3 separate regions of the Mus musculus genome follow, and all the other regions are linked to region 1. The links are chromatin contacts, called in public promoter capture Hi-C maps. All regions are on one chromosome and are shown on one strand. Each heading gives the region's core, a stretch centred on a gene start, on an enhancer-like site or on the middle of the called end of the contact. The rest is flanking DNA. Distances are from core to core; before and after follow the strand shown.

The links. Promoter capture Hi-C pulls out the DNA fragments that hold promoters and counts their contacts.
Region 2: a contact with region 1 is called in a promoter capture Hi-C map of the HPC-7 cell line, with 5 times the contacts expected there. The contact joins the enhancer-like site here to the promoter of Ttc32 in region 1. A contact is called at or near these places in 4 of 39 promoter capture datasets (the 3T3-L1 cell line, the C10 cell line, the HPC-7 cell line and 1 more), 2 of 484 Hi-C or Micro-C datasets (the C10 cell line and CD4 T cells) and 2 of 115 datasets of contacts at active chromatin or transcription factors (T-cell acute lymphoblastic leukemia and pancreatic cancer cells).
Region 3: a contact with region 1 is called in a promoter capture Hi-C map of pre-B cells, with 4 times the contacts expected there. The contact joins the promoter of Ldah here to the promoter of Ttc32 in region 1. A contact is called at or near these places in 7 of 39 promoter capture datasets (the C10 cell line, the HPC-7 cell line, HPC-7-derived erythroid cells and 4 more), 9 of 484 Hi-C or Micro-C datasets (CD4 T cells, CD8 T cells, the HPC-7 cell line and 5 more), 5 of 115 datasets of contacts at active chromatin or transcription factors (bone marrow-derived macrophages, cardiomyocytes, double positive thymocytes and 1 more) and 2 of 9 other capture datasets (adipose tissue and liver).

What each region holds. Positions count from the first base shown.
Region 1 is chr12:9,027,942-9,031,600 of GRCm38.p6, reverse strand. Ttc32 (tetratricopeptide repeat domain 32) reads right to left here and starts at 1,604. Exons shown (of 3, transcript NM_029321.2): 1 at 1,405-1,604. The coding sequence starts at 1,544. Wdr35 (WD repeat domain 35) reads right to left here. Exons shown (of 27, transcript NM_001159527.1): 27 at 2,754-3,595. The coding sequence ends at 3,445.
Region 2 is chr12:8,349,154-8,353,057 of GRCm38.p6, reverse strand. No RefSeq gene overlaps it. Among named protein-coding and RNA genes, the nearest start is that of Gm33134, 13 kb to the left of the region's middle. Within about 2 kb of position 1,632, at least 150 of the 459 cell types and tissues checked have an H3K27ac peak or open chromatin away from gene starts, as enhancers often do. A contact at or near this core is called in the HPC-7 cell line and pancreatic cancer cells, where this site is marked.
Region 3 is chr12:8,206,531-8,210,011 of GRCm38.p6, reverse strand. Ldah (lipid droplet associated hydrolase) reads right to left here and starts at 1,886. Exons shown (of 7, transcript NM_001364261.1): 1 at 1,808-1,886. Gm33037 (a long non-coding RNA gene) reads left to right here and starts at 1,879. Exons shown (of 4, transcript XR_381233.4): 1 at 1,879-1,984.

The sequences.
Region 1 (3,659 bases), core at 355-2,854:
GAGAGAGAGAGAGAGAGAGAGAGAGAGAGAGAGAGAGAGAGAGAAATTCCCAGTTTCTCTGTTTCTCTGTGTTCACTCCACACATTACATAAGCGCAACAAAGGCAAATCTTGAAGTAACTAATGCTACATGTGCAGGCATTAGCACAGAAGATAGCCAGGCTGTGAATATCACAAAGAGTAAAAGACTTCACTCTATTACAGTGGAATTGTGAACCTGCAGAGTTGGATCGATTCTCCCGGTTTAACGACCAATTCACAACCAATACAGAGACATTGGGACAAACAATACGGAGGGGCTAAGAGTAAGACTCCCTGATAAGCAGATGTATCAAGAGAGGAGCTGAGACTAGATAATAAATATAGTGAACTGCCAACCTGACCTGCTTCTTCCTGACCCGGCTGACCGGAAACAAAAACCCGGCAGCCTAAAAAGGCTTTTCTACTTTTTTTTCACCAATAGAGCCCCCCACCCCACCCCACCCCCGCTGATGGCTCTGCTATGCTACTACTACACAAGTTCAAAGCTGGATCGGACATGCTTAGGGCTCTGTGCTCAAACTGACCAACCCTCAGTTCCTTAAACCCTCAAAGGAGTGGATCTGCGGGTTCCTGAAATCCTCTTCCGCTTTGCCGAGGGTTTTATCTGTTTGCCCACTCAAGTTTTCTCACCCCTAGGAAACCTTTCCTCATTAGCGGATTCTCTCATAAGCTGTACTTAGTCGTGGCACCCTCCTCCTCCTCCACCACCTCCTCCTCCTCCGCTGCTACCTGCCTGGCTTGAGAGTTTTACTGCCTTTTAATTCCTTAACTGGCAGAAAACAGAATGCAACCAAGACCCCTAAATGTCAAAATTTTTATAATTATCAGATTTTGGCTCGACATACAACCCCGTTTTCTAAAGACTCAAAGCGTAGTGGGAATAGAGGGGTCAGAGTGCACATCTTGATAAGCTGCTCGAACTCAAATATCAAAGTAACAAAGAACTGTACTGGGCAATAAACGTTTCATCGCTGGCTTGATATTCTACAGAAAGGACTCTTGTGATGTTCTAGCGGTGTCACATTAACAACCCTTAACTTCAGGAGTGTGCTGTGACGTCGTGGTAAACACTAACGGGACAGCTGGGTGCAGCGACTGTGCTTAGCTTAAGCGGGTGCTGAACCGGAACCTTCGCGTCCGGAACACAAAGGCGTCGCTGTGGTTCCGAGGACGACCACCTTCCCTGCCCAGAACAGCGGCTTCCTGCCGCCTGGGCCTCTGCGGAGACCAAGGCGTCCCCTCCCCGAAGGACAGGGCTCGGAGGGGATCTTTTCTGGGGAAACCAAGCGGCAGCCCAGGACTCCGCGGTCCGCGCGTGGCTCGGGGACCACCCACGCGCCCAGCCCGCTCTCGCGATAGTTACCTCCCGTGACGCGCGCACTGGCCAATGAAGGCGGAGTACAGCTCCCGGGCCTCGGCAAACTCGCCCCTGGAGAAGCGAGCCTGCGCCGTGGCCAGGGCGGCCGAGCTCTCTCCGCCCTCTCGGCCTGGCCGCAAGGCCATGACCGCCTCACCCGGGTGGAAGCGGAACCACAGCTACCGCTCACGGGACTTCGTTGGCTAAAGGAAAAGGACGTTTGTCCTGTTTGAAGACCCGTAGTATCGCGAGACAACTGGTAGCGCCTGACGCCGTTCGCGGGAAATTAAGAGAATTTAAATCTTTGTGACATGTGTATACATAATTAGATTAGATTAGATTAGATTAGATTAGATTAGATTAGATTAGATTAGATTAGATTAGATTAGATTAGATTAGATTAGATTAGATTAGATTAGATTAGATGGATGATAGATAGACAGACAGACAGTGCCCATGGCCGGGCGGTGGTGGTGCGCATATATCCAGGCAGAATGCTGTATACATAGTAAATAAAGAAGTCTTTAAAAAATTTTTTTTTAGAAAATAATTATAGAAGCAGACAGTAGAGGGCAACATAATATTGCTGTTTTCATTTTAGATACCCAAAATAAGCGTCTAGAGCTATGGCAACAGAGTTAATATTCTGTTACTTTGAAACAAATTTGTCCATGTTTCTGAGTGTGAACTTTCTGTAGTCTCTATGGTAACAATTCTCTGCCACTTCAGTCACTGTATATTTTCCTAAAAAGACTTAGCTTTTTCTCCCATGTGATATATATTCTGTGTATGTCTCTGTGTGTGTCCGAGGATGTGTCTGTGGATGTGAAGACAATGCAAATGCCACATTTCCCTACATTATAGTGGAAGGAAACATGGGATAAACGTCCTTTTTTCCCTTCAGAATTTGTTTTCATGTTTATTTCAAATAATGTCTCAGAAAAACTTTTGATCTGAGCTCTGAGAATAAAGAAAAGTGATTTGTTTTGTTTTTTCGAGACACGGTTTCTCTGTGTAGCCCTGGCTGTCCTGGAACCCACTCTGTAGACTAGGCTGGCCTCGAACTCAGAAATCTCCCTGCCTCTGCCTCCCAAGTGCTGGGATTAAAAGCATGTGCCACCACTGCCCGGTCAGAAAAGTGATCTTAAAGTACATTTCAGCAAAATATAATGAGCTGTGTATGGCAGATGAGAGAGGTCGGCAGTGCCTGTGCAGGTACACTGCTTACCAGAATGCTGGGACCGGCCACATTAGTGCATGCTGTGGCTGCTGGGGTCACATTTAGGCCACTAGAGTACTCTGAACCATGGCATAGCTCGGGATAAGCTTGATGATAACTACAGCATTACTCAAAATCAGTTAATTCATGTTTATTACAAAGAAAAGAGACCAAATGCTTCCTCTTGAATGAGGCTTGTAGTCTTTAAAACTTCAAATAATAAAAAGTCTTAAAATGCCATTTCCTCATTTATGAACATACAGAAATTTAACCTTAAGTAGAAACAGAGCTCATGTCCTAAGCCGCTGCTGAGCCTCCCTGAACCCAGGTCATGTCTGTTCTCTGCTTCAAGGCAGCCCCTCCTACCCTCTGCCATCCCCAGCTACCTCCCAAGGGGTCTCTAACCAACTGGTAACCTTGGCAAGAGAGAACTAGTTCTGTGGTAATTTGCCACAAACTATAAGTTATATAAATGGTAAATGAACAGACAGGAACTACAAAAAAATTAGTTCACACCTGTAAATCTTATGTGAAAAGAATCAAACTGTCTCTTGGTTGCACTGTGATGTATGGATTATCTTTTTTTTCCAGTACTGACAGTGGACCCAGGACCTGCGCAGGCTTGGAACGCATGCTACCACTGAGCACATGCCAGCCCTCCCTTTACTTTTATTTTCTTTTGTAATATATATTTTATACAAAAATACAACTAGCAGATGATGAGGTGATTTTCCTATGAATCCTTAGGAAATCAAGCTCTACGACACAGTCGGGTGCAGAGAAGCGTGTGTGCTTCCAGCACTGTACAACTGAGAGTCTTCTTTCCTTTATTCTACCGAGCTGTGGCATAAAGGGCAAAAGTTGTAGTTGCTGATCTCCTGGGCGAGGACGTAGTGCTTGCAGACTTTGCACACCCAGAACTGATACTCGATGATTGGGCTGCCAGTGGCGATACAGGTCGGCAGTTTGCCTTCCCCGCTGTAAAAATAAGAGAGAAAACAATTAGACGTGAAAATACGTGATTGGTCTGTCTACTCTACTC
Region 2 (3,904 bases), core at 383-2,882, 680 kb after region 1:
CCAGAAGCACTTGACAAAAATCACTACAGTGAGATGTATTAATATCCTCTCTCATAAATGATGGGCCAAGTAGTCTAAAATAAATAAGAATACAGAAACCCTAGGAAATATAATCAATAAATTTGAAACTATATATTCCCTCCAAACAAGGTATAATTCAATGAAATTTAAAATGAATTACAAAGGGATAGCAAAACTAAGGAGAGGACCTGGGAAACAAATATAAATACATAAACATTAAAATATTTAAAATAATTTATTATATTTAAAATAAGAAACACAAACTTTAAATTTATACTTGTTGAAAAATCAACAAAAATGAGAATGATAAATGATAAAACAAATAGGAGGGGCCCAGACTGTGTTTTGATGGAGAGAAAATATTGGATGCTGATGAGGTGCTTCATAGGTAAAGGCACACATGCAAATAAATACATCTAAATAAAAGTAGGAAGTATACTAATATATACATTTAAAACACAAACTATCAGTTTAAAAAATATCTATCTATCTATCTATCTATCTATCTATCTATCTATCTGAGACAGGGTCTCACTATATAACTCTGGCTGTTCTGAAACTCACTAGATAGACCAGGCTTTTTATTGTTATATCTATTACTTATTTTTGTTTTGTTTTTTGAGACAGGGTTTCTCTGTGTAGCCTTATCTGTCCTGGAAGTCTCCCTGTAGACCAGGCTGGCCTTGAACTCACAAATAATCCACCTGCCTCTGTTTCCTGAGCGCTGGGATTAAAGACAAGATAAATGACAGGTAGAAGGGCTTGGGAACTTTTTGCCATGCAAGTACTTAAGTCGGAGCTCATTGGCTGGCCAGCTTTGTTGAACTGATGAGTTTAGGCTCTGTGGGAGACCCTGACTCAAAAAATAAAGGTAGAAAATGATTGAGAACTGACATACAGTGTTGACCTCTGACCTCTAAAAGCATGTACACACACGCACACACACACAAGTCCATATACCATAATCATATAACAAATACACACACACACACACACACACACACACACCCCTTCACATACATTTAAAATAGAAAGAGTGGTGACAGTCATTTTTCATAGATATAGTGCTAAAAGATTTTAAAAACCTCGTAGACTGAAAACTATTGATAGCACAAAATCAATTTTAAAGTTATAGGAGAAGAATGTAAACTTTTGAAATCTAAGGAAGAGATTTTCTAGAAAAATATAAAGGTTAAGAGCTAACTAGAAAAGCATTAGAGACATGACACTAACATCCACTGAAGAAACGGGTAAACATTGATGAGCTGAGGCAGGGGGATATGGGGGAGCCCCAGACAGCTTGGTAGGGTTTTTTCCTGCCAAGCTCACTCTGCTAGCCTGATCCCCACGTGAGCCTGGGGCTCCCTATTCTTAAAATGAGGCTCTCAAACTGGCTCCTTAAACTCAGGACCCTTGAGCCTTAGATCCAAGGAGTGTCCTCAGGACCAGCTCCAGTGCCAGTGGCAGGGGGTGGGATCAGGATGACCTCAGGCAAGAGCAACAGCAGGAGCCTGCCTCTTATTTATTAGCAACAACAAGGTCTCAGGCTGAAGGTCGGGGACAGGAAATGACTTGCTTAGCTTGTCCCTTGTAACCATGAGACGAAACCAAACAAAGCACAGTGAAGCACCCACTCCTTTTGGGTCACTGTCAGCAGCTGAGTGAGTACTGTTTGGAAGGGAGAGGTCCCCACCTCACCAGACAGACAGACAGACAGACAGACACACACACACACACACACACACACCAGGCAGACACACACACCAGGCAGACACACACACACACACACACACACACACACACACACACAGCAGTGAGCAGTCTGAGATGATGCAGTTATCATTCTTTGCTTCCTACAGGTCATACAGCAGTACTTCCTGGATGTTAACAAGCCAAGGCCCAACACTGAATCCAAAGGGCTTCCCAGAGAGCATGGGCAGAACTGTAACTTCATAGTTTACCTCAGGGGTCTGGGATGGGTGGGTGGGGTAGTGATGAGGGACTCAGGCCCAGGATGGCCTACCTTCTCAACAGCCACAGTGGCCTAGGCTCCTGGGATTTACTGAAGGCTTCAGGGAGAACCCTGGACATATCTTCCTCACCAGCGACCCTTGACTATTTAGGATAACACAGGACAACTTGAGGACTCAACTGAGAGCTGGAAATCTCACACAGAGATAAAGCCAGCTGGTGTCCAGGGCTTCCAGGCCTGCTGGAGATTTTGTCCCTGAATTTCTCCAGGGGATTTTAGAGACTTCTGTTCTTCCATAGAAGTCTACAGTTCCTTCCTTCCATGTGGTTATCTCTGGGACAAGAATCCTGACCACCACCAGGAAGATGTTTGCTGAGTCTTACCTAAATCCCAGATGAGGGACAGCACAGAGAAGGGTCAGGATATAGGGAGGCAGGGCTAACCTCTAGGACTGGCAGCTGTCTTCTGAGTTAAAAGACCTTCTCCTGGTGTTTTCCTTTCTAAATTTATGTTCTCAGATAGATTGTGTGTGTGCGCATGCACGCACTTTTTAGGTGTGTATACATGCAGGTGTGTGTGCGCGCACTCACTGGGAGCTCATCTTTAGAGGTCAAATGTTGACACTTGGTGTCTTCTGCAATCACTCTCCACCTTATTTCTTAAGACAATGTCACTAAACCTAAGGCTCACCAACTTGGCTAGGTTCCCTGGCCTGTGAGCTCCAGGGCAGGGCCGTCTGTGCCTCTCCAATGACTGAGACTATAGGTCCACACTGCCATACCTGCTTTTTATATGTGTGCCGGGGATCTGAACTTGAGCCCTTTGCCAAACTGAGTCATTTCTCCAGCCCTTGTTTTTAGATAGATTTTTATATTTTAGAGCATTCTTAGGTTTGCAGAAAGACAACAGACAGTACAGAGTCCCAATTGTTCATAGTTTCTGGTCTCCCCTCCCCCAAATGCATAGCCTCCCTACTGTGGATGCTCTGCTGTAAAGAATGACCAGTGATCTAAGAGCCTCTCACCCTTCCTTTCTGTTGACCCTTTGTCGGCCAGTGATGTTCTCATTGGTCCTGCAGTGTCCCTCTATGTGCTACTGAACTGGCATGACTCAGTGCAGTGGTCTCTTTCACTTTACAGTGTGCACACTCTCCCCTAACCTTTCAAGGCCTCCTAGTGCGTCTCATCACAGTATTAATGTATTCCACTGTCTGGGTACCAGTCTTCACCCATTCATTCAGGGAAGGGCAGTTTGATTGCTTCCATGTTTGAGCAATTAGGAGTAAAACTGAAGCTGTAAACACTAGGCTAGTGTGCAGACGCAAATCTTTCAAGTCCTCTGGATAAATACCAACGTGCACCATTGCTGGATCCGCTGGGGCAGGGTTGGCTTTGGACCGTGGCTCCTCTTTGCAAAGCTTCACATTGTCAGGGTTTAGACGCAGTAAACGCTGCCCCATTGAAAGCGAGGAGCTGGGAGAATCTGAGTGAATGCTTACAGGCATGCTCACATTTAGACCATTTCCCCTGCTCCGAAATGTAAATGTTTCCTCCTGGCTGCTGGCAGTTGGTTCTCTCCCCCACGCCTTAGCCCCCCCAACCCCTCCAACTGCTTTCTGCCCACACCACATTCTTACCCTTTCCAGATTTCCACACAAATGGGATCTTGCAATGCATTTTGGGTCTGGCTTCTTTGACTTAACAAGTTTTGAGGTCCAGCCTGCCACAGTCACTAGAAGTTCTTCCTCTCCATGCTGAATGGCGTTATACCATATATGGATATACCACGGTATATTTGTCCATCAACCCTCGGGCATTTGGGTTGTTTCCTGTGGACAGGAAACTGCTGAGAATAACACTGCCATGACCATCCGTGCCCAAGTATTTGTGTGTAGACTCTGGAAAGTCTACA
Region 3 (3,481 bases), core at 637-3,136, 820 kb after region 1:
CACAATTTTAGACTAGTGCTGGGATTCTTCTACTCCAGACTATGACATCCTTGAATATCAGGTTAAGGAGTTGGGAAACCAGTAAGTAATTCTAGAATTATCTTCCAAGGAACATGCGCTGATAGCTGTTACAGTTTAAAAAAATAAAAGGTTCCGGGGGCTGGAGAGATGGCTCAGCGGTTAAGAGCACCAACTGCTCTTCCAAAGGTCCTGAGTTCAAATCTCAGCAACCACATGGTGGCTCACAACCATCTGTAATGAGATCTGATGCCCTCTTCTGGAGTGTCTGAAGATAGCTACAGTGTACTTACATATAGTAAATAAATAAATCTTTAAAAAAAAATAAATAAAAGGTTCCTAGAAAATACAAGGGATTTCATTTATTCTTGGTACATGACATACCACCATAAAACTTAATACCTGAAGATATGTTATATTCTCACAGATTGTGTGGGTTAGAAATTTATAGAGTACAGCACAGGCAGTTTTGGAACAATCCAAAGTAGAGTTAGCTAAGAAAAACTCAACAGCTGGCTTTGACTTGTTCACTGGGACAGGGGTCATCTGGAAGTACCTTTATTGATAAGCTTAACAATGAATGCTCTAAAACAAAAATAGGTTGAACACATAATCTTATATTTAATTCATATTTAATCTTTTCACATGGCCAATTTTAATAGGTTCTTGCAGTGCATGTAGGCTGCCTCCTGAGGTTGAGAACAAAGTTGCCTCACCTCTTAGGACCTCACCTCACTAGTCACATAGCATTAGCTCACAACACACTGATAAGCATATTGACCCTTTATGACACAGGCATACAATACAACGTTTCAGAAAAAGTGACCTGATATTTTGCCCATGATGATCTTAAAAGTCTCTCCTACTAACATTCCAACTTCTTCATCAAAGTAGTTTAGAAAAATGTTGAAGGCACCTGGAATGTAATAGTTTCCCAAAGTAAGAAAGAGCTTGATTAAAATATTCTTCTAAGAAGACAGCAAAGCCCAGAAAAATGTAAGAGCACACTAAAGGTCAGAAGCTACCATAAATATTATATAAGAAACAAGAGCAAGGAATTTAAAAGTAATAATTGAAAGAACAAAACTTATGGGGTGGATTATCAGCAGAGTAGTATCAACAAAGAACGAGATGAGAGAACGTGGATAGATCCACAAAATTTACAAACCTGAATTGGTGGGAAACAGTCTAAAAACTCAGCAGTAGCCCCGGGACTTGTACTACAATGACAAATGACCTAAAATTCATGCAACTAGAGTTTCAGAGAAGGCAATGTGGGGCTAAAACACACGTTTTAAGAAAGAGTATCTGGAAACTTCTCAAAATTGGGAAGGGCATAAATCTACAGATTCAAGAAGCTGAGCTTCTCAAGCTGGGGAAATGTATACTATACTATTAGAAGCCATGCATTTTGTAAAACTAAAATAAAAAAAAAAGTTAAAAGCAGTGAAACAACACATCATATGCAAGGGTAAAGGTAATTTTAATGTCAGCAGATTTCTCAGGAGAATCCACGAGGGACAGTGTCGACCACAGATGCCTGGGGAGCCCCAGCGCAGACTTGGATTTATTTCTAGAAGGCTGGCTGCCAGCGCATTGGCTTATCCTTACCCAGGGAGCCTCTGGCGACCTGGCCACAGGTCGGGCGAGTGTAGTGCCATCGCGTACCGCACGGCCTAGCGGCTGTGCACGCGGGGTGATGGCAGCTCAGTTATCCTAGCACCACCCCATGCGCAGCCCACGTGCCCTTCCTCAGACAAACCACACAGTACTGGCAGCATCACCTCACCTGCCCACTCACAAGGTATTGGGGTCGTCCGCCGACGTCTCGGCAAAGCCTCACCAGACCCGGAAGTTCCGCCTGTACTGACGTCACAGCGCCGCGCCGCGCCGGTCCCGGAAGTCGGGACCCGTAGAACGCTTTGCAAGGATCTCCCGTGTGAGAGTTTGGGTGGCAGCTTGATGGGTAGGTGGTTTATAGTCAGCGAGATTGCTGGGAGCAGCACATAGAGCGTTTCTAGCATACCACCTGAATTTTACCCGCTCTCTGTTCTTTGTCGTTTTGGTAAACGAGTTTTTCCTCTCTTTGGAGGTTCTTTCATTCCCCCCCCCCCCCCCATCTGCCCACTTTTCCTTTCTTCCACCACCAGTTGCTTTTCATTCCTGACTCATGATCACAGGAAAGTTGACTCTCAGCTGACCTTAGTGCTAGTATTCAACTTCATATAGTATTCAGTTTCATATTCAGGATAATGCGACCTTCCAGAGCTATTTCCAGCTTACTACAAACTTCAAGATAGTATCCTCAACACTTGGTACAATTGTAGGCAATCAGTGTATTTCTGTCCCCCAAAATACTGTCGCCAATATGGCAGTATTATAGCCAGAAGAAGCATGGAACTTAGAAAGAAAGAAAAAAAAAACCCATAGTAATTATCACACATGGAAAAGCTTTGCGCTTGTATCCAGCACCTCGGTGATAGTACCAACATCACTTATATTTTAACTTAAAAATCTTTTTGTATATTAGTAGCCTGGAGCCTATGGACGCTGGAAGAGGGCACTGGGTTCCCTGGGACCTGAACCACATAAGCCTATGGGTCACCATGTGGGTGCTGAGAATCAATCCTAAATCCTGTGGAAAAGGAGTTAGTGCTCATAACTACTGAACCAACATCCAACTAGCTGTGGAATGTAAACCGATAAATATCTTCATAACCCTTTTTTATCACTTCTACTTTCCACATCCAATAGGTAACATTTAATGAATATAGAAAAAGATATTCATTGTGTTAAGAGTTTTTCATGAACTAATTTTTAAACCCTTAGCATTTCAGTGTGGTCAGTATTAACAAGTGATCACTAGAGTTTGGAGATATAAATACATAAAAGTAAATGATTATGTTACGGTGACCATAGGATATGTACCAAGTGGTGTCAGTTTTATGTGTGTAAATTTCCTGCCAGTAATGCTGTTAAAGGACTACTGACATATCAAGGGCGTCTTTCTGGGTATCTGTTCCATCCTTCTTTCATCCATAGACTACATGACAGAATGCATTGGTGCAGGATTTCTTTTAATTCTTGGATATGCATCTACGATGTAGCATCTAGGTGATTTATGTTTCTGATTTCACTGAACCTGTGCCAGAAATAACTGAAGCAATTCAGACTTTATAGTTGGCCAGAGATTATTTCTGTTAACTGCAGTGTAAAATGAGGTGCGAAGAAACTGACTTTCCCACAGTTAGTTAGGAGAGCTAGGCTCAGGTTACTTGCAGCAGTTTCTGTATTCTTCATGTTTTCTCTGGGCCATCTACTTTTGGAATATACATGTTCTTACTAAGTTGTCATATTTTTGCACACAATGTTCACTTTGCTACATGGCAGACTATGACTGTTGTAGCTTATATAAGTAGCTGAATAGGATGCTCTCTGGAGGCAGAGGCTGGAAGATTTCTGC